2 separate regions of the Mus musculus genome follow, and region 2 is linked to region 1. A link is a contact called in public promoter capture Hi-C data. All regions are on one chromosome and are shown on one strand. Each heading gives the region's core, a stretch centred on a gene start, on an enhancer-like site or on the middle of the called end of the contact. The rest is flanking DNA. Distances are from core to core; before and after follow the strand shown.

Region 1 (3,589 bases), core at 924-3,423:
ACATCAACTTTTGGGCTGGGAAGATGGCTAGATAGGCTAATGGCTGCTGTGCATGAGGGAGGACCTGAATTTGGTCCCCAGAGCCTGTGTGAAAACAGCCAGGTGCAGTGGCACACATGTGTAATCCCCGCACTGGAGAGGGGAGGAAGAGACAGGTGGATCTCTGAAGCTCATTGGTCAACCACCCTAATCTACTCAGTGAGCTCTGAACTGGTGAGAGAGTCTGTCTTAAATAAAAATGGAGAGGCTGGGGAGATAGCTCAGCGGTTAAGAGCACTGGCTGCTCTTCCATCCAGAAGATCCAGGACTCATTCCCAGCATTCCCATGGTGGCTCACAACCATCTATAACTCCAGATATATCCAAAATCCTCTTCTGATCTCCATGGGCACTAGGAATGCCAATGCTACACAAACATATATTCAGGCAAAGCACCTATACACATAAAACAAACAAACAAACAAACAAACACCCCCAACAAAACAAAACAATGAGGGAGCCTGGCATGGTGGTAGCACACAGTTTTAATCCCAGCACTTGGAAGGCAGAAGCACACAGATCTCTGTGAGTTCAAGGCCAGCCTGGTCTACAGAGTGAATTTCAGGCTAGTGAAGATACATAGGAAGGCCCTGTCTCACAAAAGAAAAACCAACCAATCCCAAAAAACCAACCAACCAAACAAAAACCATCACCACCACCACCAACAACAAAAAATGAAGTGGGTGTCAACTGAGGAATGACACCCATGATTGACTTCTGACATGATTGACTTCTCAACTCCAAACACACCAACGCAAGCGTGGGCCCCCCCACCCCCATGCACACACATGCATATGTGCACACACACACAAAGAGAGAAAGAAAATTAACTTGTTTTCAGTTATTTTAGACACTGGGTAGACAGCAAAGTACCAAATGGACTGACAAGACTATTAGCATCCAGAAGGTTCTCATCATAGTAGGATCTGAGCATGCGTTCTCTCTGTAGGAACCTTCTGATGCTCTCCCCCAGATTCAAAGCCAGCATCTCTGATGTTCCCCCAGGACGAACTTAAGCTGCTACCGTTTCGTTCACTGACTTTGCTACTCCAGGGCTATAGTACCAAAGACCTGGGCCTTTTCAAAGACCTGGGCCTTTTCAGTTAGTTGAACGTGCACACCCCACAGGACACAGTATTCTTGCTTGGGGGGCCCTGGACACTGACTCCTCTCTTTGTTCGGAAACCTGCAAGATTTCCTAAAGCTCCCTTCTGTCACCTGCAAGCCACTGTGAGCAACATGGAGTCACATCCCTAGCCCTCTCTTTTCTTTTAGTTTTAACACATGGCTTTTTAAAGTTTGCCCGGACTAGTCTTTTTCTTTTCTTTTCTTTTCTTTCTTTTTTTTTGGTTTTTCGAGACAGGGTTTCTCTGCTGGCCTCGAACTCAGAAATCCACCTGCCTCTGCCTCCCAAGTGCTGGGATTAAAGAAAGGTGTGCGCCACCACGCCCGGCGCCCCGGCTAGTCTTGAACTCACTCTGTTACAAGAATAATCTTAAAGCCCAGACGCCTCTCCCACCTCTACCTCCCAAGTATTCCGATTACAGGGTTTTGCTTTGAGGTCCATGCTGGAGTGGAACTTACTGTCATCCTCCTGTCTTAGTCTTTAAAGTGCTGGGTTTCAGGCTTGCCCCAGAATGTCCTGTGCTTAACGCTTTTATTTTCAGTCTTGACGATAGACTTGAGGTCTCACTCACTCAGTATCTTATGTTACATTATATACCCCATGTATCCCTGCTACAGCATCCCTGTGAGTGAGCACACGCGACACGGACACGCATTTTAGAGGTCTTCTGCACGCGTTTTAGGCTTAAGACATCTCCGCAGCTAAAGTGAGTGTTGGAGGAGCAACTTAATTTGAATAAGTGAATGAATGAACGAACGAACGAGGGCAATAAGTAAACAGAGCAACACCCGGTAAGTTGTGCAATAAGTGAGGGCGTGGAACATGCTTATCGCGCCTGCGCAGGCGAGGCACTCTTTTTGGCAGCAAGCGCACCTTTTGCAGGCGCGGCGCGGCGGAGGGTTACAGAAGAGGGCGTGGTCTCAAGAGGCGTGGCTTTCTGGAGGCGTGGCGAAGGCTGCTGGGGGTGTGACCAGGCCGGATGTCCCACAGGCCGCGCCGGCGCTGGTTCAGTCTCGCGCTGTGGTTCGTCGGCGCACCGCTGATCCGCTCCACGCCTTGCGCTCTCCGCTCTCAGCCAAAGCCCGGCAGCCCCGGCCACGCAGCTCCGCAACCATGTCCAAGCTGGCGCGGCTCGAGCGCGAGGAGATCATGGAGTGCCAGGTGATGTGGGAGCCTGACAGCAAGAAGGACACGCAGATGGACCGCTTCCGGGCGGCCGTGGGTACCGCCTGCGGCCTGGCGCTTGGTGAGTACGGGGCACGCGGCTAGTGCACCCCCCCCCGTCACGGGCCTTCCCGGAAGCTGTTCCCTCCAGGGAGGACCGCCCTAGGAAGGTCCCTGCTAGCTGTTGGGATAAGCCTCTGTTGGATGGATATCCGACCAGTGTTCCTGTCTTACAGTCGGGGAAGCCCCCTGCTTTGGGGGTACCCCTCTAGGGAGGTCCCTCCCTTTCCCTACTTAGGTACCTTGATGAATGGCACAGGGATTGGGGGATCCTCGTTGCCTTGGGGGTCCCCCTCTAGAGAGGTTCTCCTAGATGTTGCCGTGGGCCTCTGATGGATGGATGGCTAGTGTCCCTGTCTTTGGGTTGGGGGAGCCCCCTGGCTCTGGGCCCTCCTCTAGGAGGTGCTGGTCTTCTGATGATGTTTCCTTCACTGTTTTGGGAAGCATCACCGCCTGGCCTGTAGAGGCCCCCTTTCTGCAGGCGAGTCACCCTCTGGAAGTGGCAGACACCCTCTGGTTCCTCCGATCTTTTGCTAGGCTTGCCTGCTTGGGAAATGTCTCCTGAGGTCTTGACTTCCATTCGTTGGGGGCTTCCTTCGGGCCTTATCTGCAGTTCTTTTTGAGTTCACGGGTTTCATGTGACAGGCTCCCTCCATCTGCCTTTTGCTAGGGACCAGCTTGAAATTTCAGGTTCCTGAAAAGGTCAGAGTTCGTTCCTCCTCCTTCCTTTAAAGTTAATTAAGGTAGAGTCCTTTCTTACCCCAGCTCTAAACAGATCCTGCTTCCAGCCACCACCCTGGTCTGTGTGATTATGGGTGGGGCAGAGGCCCTTGGCAGGCGAGGTTCTTGTCCATATGCCGTTCCCAGGGATCCATGGGGCTTGCTTAGTCCCTCCACCTGCTCTGCCCCCCTTCTCAGGTGTTTGCCTGGGGTTTTCAGTTCGAGTTGGTTGGTTGATTGTCTTCTTCATTTTCACCTCCGTTACCCCTCTAATTGCAGGGATCCCCTTGTCTCCGTTGGCATCAATGTCTGTCTTGGCTCCCAGGATCTGTCTCCGGATCCTTCCTGAATCTTTTCTTTTTCCCACCCTGAGCACCAGCCCTCTGAGTCTTCTTCCTAGTGTCTCAGCAGCACTTGGCTGTCCTTCTCCCGCCCCCTATGCGTGGTGCACCCCCTTGCTGGCTGGAGGGTAATCTCCAAA
Region 2 (3,762 bases), core at 308-2,807, 42 kb before region 1:
CCAACATACTTTATTCTACTGGATCGCTTTAGCTCTTCCCCCCTCCTGAACCATCCTGATCCTGTCCATGCCTGATCCTGACCATGCCTTCTGCTATTCCAACCAAAAAGGTGAGTCCTTTTCACAAGTTCTGGGTCAGCACCCTCCTCCCTGCTCTCCTCTACTCCCCTCTCCTTCAGGGCTGGACTCTCTCTTCTCAGGGAGCCAAAACTCTATTCATCAGACTTACCTAAGTGCCATCTATCTACAAAAGTGTTTCCCCTGAACTTGCCTGTCTTGAGAGCTGAGTCAATAGCTTTCAGTTTTCCTTTGAACGTCTGCAGAGCCTCAAGTACTCATACCCCACATTTGCCTTCTCCCACAACCTGACCAATGCCCGTGCTCATCACCTTTGTGCTTAGGCGCAAAGCAGCAGTCAGCAGCTCCAGCCAGCTCTCCTTCGGAATACATCAGAATCCAAACACTCGTTCCAGCATCAACCCCAACCTCCCTCCCCATCATCCTTCAACCTGTAATGCTTTTCTTAATGGCACAACCAATATGCCATGGTGACACGTTACCTTTCACCCTGTCCCTCTTCTGCTAAGTCTTCCATAGCTCTTCACTTCCTCTTTTAGAAGTTGGGGATCGAGGCAATGTCCTGCTTTGTAGCCAGCACCAAGCTGGCCTGGTACATGCTACATGGTCCAGGTGCCCTCAGATGAGTATCACTCCCTAGAGCTAGGTTTACAAGTGTTATCTGTCTCTCTCATATACACAGCCTTTTTTGTTTGTTTGTTTGTTTGTCTGTTAAGACAAGGTCTCACTATGTAACCCAGGCTGACCTCACACCTGTAGGGATCCTCCCACCCCAAACTCCTAAGCTGGGGTTACAGGAATGAACTACCATATTGTCCCAATCATCTATACAACTCGCAAACTCCGATGTCCCCTAGTCCTTGGGTTTCCCCACCCAGGTCTCCAGAAGGTTTTGACATTTTACTATCCATGTTACTTTCCCCAGTACACCGCTCTCTCCCATCTTCTGCTCTATCCCTCTAGCACCTACCCGAGTGACTGCCATTTACTACACATTTTATCGTTTCTCTGTGCTTGTCGGCTCCGGGTATGCAGGCATGCCTGGAGTTGACAGGGTTTTCCATCTCCGATTCTGCTGTCACTATTCCCAGAGACCAAAACAGTGTCCCCGGTGATCACAGACACCCCAGCACCCGAACACTCAGCCTGGCGCTCCGCTAACCGGCCTGGTCTGAAACACACATTTACGGGTCTCTGGGAAGGAGATGATTCCGACAGGCCTGGGAGTGGATGCAAAGAACTAATCTGCGCGCCATACTGCGGGCAGTACCCCCATATCGCGGTAGAGCGGCTGTCACGCCCCCTGTGCGGGTCATGTGGAACCCGGCTCCCACTCCAGCGACCCTCCCGGTCCCCGGCTTCTCACCCTCCAGTTCCAGCCGTACGGGAGGCGCTTCAGGGCCCTTGGCGGGCCGGGGATCGGCCTGCAGCCGCCCCTTCACGTTGTAGCGGCGTCGCAGCTTCCCCATGGCTCCCTCGCGCCACGCGCGTGGCTCCCTCAGCCCAGCTCCCAGGGAAACCGAACCTGGCTAGGAGACTTCCGGGTTGCGCATGCGCAAGAGCCGCGCCTCAGCAGTTGAGGGGCGGAACTGGAGGCCCGACGCGCCGGAAAGGGAGGTCGTAGCGGAAAAGGCCGGCGTACTCTGTCTGTGGGCGGTCCTTATGTAAATAAGGGGGCCGGGCCTAGACGTGCCTGAGGAGTCTGAGTTTTAAGACCAAACTGTCCTGCCAGATATGATCTGAGACATTTGAACTGTATAACAATATTAATTGTTAATTGAAGAGATGGCTCAGCCGTTTAGAGCAATGGCATTCTTTAATACCAGCACTTGGGAGGCAGAGGCAGGCGGGTTTCTGGGCCAGCCTGCTCTACAGAGTGAGTTCTAGGACAGCCAGGGATATACAGAGAAACCCTGTCTCGAAAAACAAAACAAAACAAAACAAAAAAAGCAGTGACACAACCGTTCCAGGTGATGCGACGCCATCTTCTGGCCTCCATGGGAACTGCGCTAATGTGTCTAAAATACACACGTTAAAAAATACACAGACACGCGCGCGCGCGTACACACACACACACACACACACACACACACACACACACACACACATATACACACACACGTAAAAATACAATAAATCACCAGGTGTGGGAGCCCTTAAACCCATCCAGCACTCAGAAGGCAGAGGATAGAGGTAAGTAGATTTCTGTGAGTTTGTGACCAGCCTGGTATGTACATTTCCAGATCAGCCATAGCCATATCCCCAAAATAGGGGATAGACACCTTTAATTCCAGCATTCAGGAGGCAGAGGCAGGTGGATCTCTGAGTTCAAAGCCAGCCTGGTTTACAGAGCAAGTTCCAGGGATACACAAGAGAAACCCTGTCAACAAAAAGCAAACATAGCTCTCTTCTCCTCCGTTCCAGAAAGAGCTGGCATCTTCTTGTGCAGTGCCAGTCTTGTCCCATAGACAAAATGCTGAAAGTTTGATATGTGCTGAAGATTTGGTGTGAACGGATTTGGCCATATTGGGCACCTGGTTACCAGGGCTGCCTTCTGTGCTGCACTTGGCAAAGTAAAGATTGTTGCCATCAACGACCCCTTCATTGACCTCAACTACACGGTCTACATGTTCCAGTATGACTCCACCCACGGCAAATTCAATGGCACAGTCAAGGCCAAGAATGGGAAGCTTGTCATCAACGGGAAGCCCATCACCATCTCCCAGGAGCGAGACCCCGCTAACATCAAATGGGGTGAGGCCGGTGCTGAGTATGTCGTGGAGTCTACTGGCGTCTTCACCACCATGGAGAAGGTTGGGGCCCACTTGAAGGGTGGGGTCAAAGGATCATCATCTCTGCCCCATCTGCCGATGCCCCCATGTTTGTGAACCATGAAAAATATGACAACTCACTCAAGATTGTCAGCAATGCATTCTGCACCACCAACTGCTTAGCCCCCCCTGGCCAAGGTCATCCATGACAAATTTGGCATCGTGGAAGGGCTCATGACCACAGTCTAATGCCATTACTGCCACTCAGAAGACTGTGGATGGCCCCTCTGAAAAGCTGTGGCTTGATGGCCTCCCTCTGCCCTGCTCCCATCAATGACAATTTTGTAAAGCTCATTTCCTGGTATGACAATGAATATGGCTACAGCAACAGGGTGGTGGACCTCATGGCCTACATGGCCTCCAAGGAGTAAGAAACCCTGGACTACCCACCCCAGCAAGGACACTGAGAGCAAGAGAGAGGCCCTCAGGTGCTGATGAATCCCTGTCCCAACTCAGCCCCCAACACTGAGCATCTCCCTCACAATTTCCACCCCAGACCCCCATAATAGCAGGAGGGGCTTAGGGAGCCCTTCCTACTCTCTTGAATACCATCAATAAAGTTTGCTGCACCAAAACAAAGCAAGAATAATAATAAATAATAAGGGGCTGGAGAGATGGCTTAGTAGTTAAGAGCACTTGCTGCTCTTGCAGAGGACCCAGTTTCAGTTTCTAGCTCCCACATAGTGGCTCACAGCTCTTCCTAACTTCAGTACCTTCTTCTGACCTTTGAGAGCACTAGATACACATACGGTGCACATAGTAAATCACCATGGTATACAGGCAAAGCACTCACACATAAATAAAAATGAGATAAATCTTTAGTATTAATTTGACTAAACGTATAAACTATAAC

What was found. Capture Hi-C pulls out chosen DNA fragments and counts their contacts.
Region 2: a contact with region 1 is called in a promoter capture Hi-C map of liver. The contact joins the promoter of Dhx37 here to the promoter of Aacs in region 1. A contact is called at or near these places in 7 of 39 promoter capture datasets (the C10 cell line, the HPC-7 cell line, embryonic stem cells and 4 more), 2 of 15 datasets of contacts at CTCF or cohesin (CD8 T cells and the NIH/3T3 cell line), 43 of 484 Hi-C or Micro-C datasets (B cells, CD4 T cells, CD8 T cells and 29 more), 20 of 115 datasets of contacts at active chromatin or transcription factors (the 230-238 cell line, CD8 T cells, the HPC-7 cell line and 13 more) and 4 of 9 other capture datasets (adipose tissue, liver, macrophages and 1 more).

The regions. Positions count from the first base shown.
Region 1 is chr5:125,473,700-125,477,288 of GRCm38.p6, forward strand. It overlaps Aacs (acetoacetyl-CoA synthetase), which reads left to right and starts at 2,174. Exons shown (of 18, transcript NM_030210.2): 1 at 2,174-2,410. The coding sequence starts at 2,278.
Region 2 is chr5:125,432,491-125,436,252 of GRCm38.p6, forward strand. It overlaps Dhx37 (DEAH (Asp-Glu-Ala-His) box polypeptide 37), which reads right to left and starts at 1,558. Exons shown (of 27, transcript NM_203319.1): 1 at 1,445-1,558. The coding sequence starts at 1,547.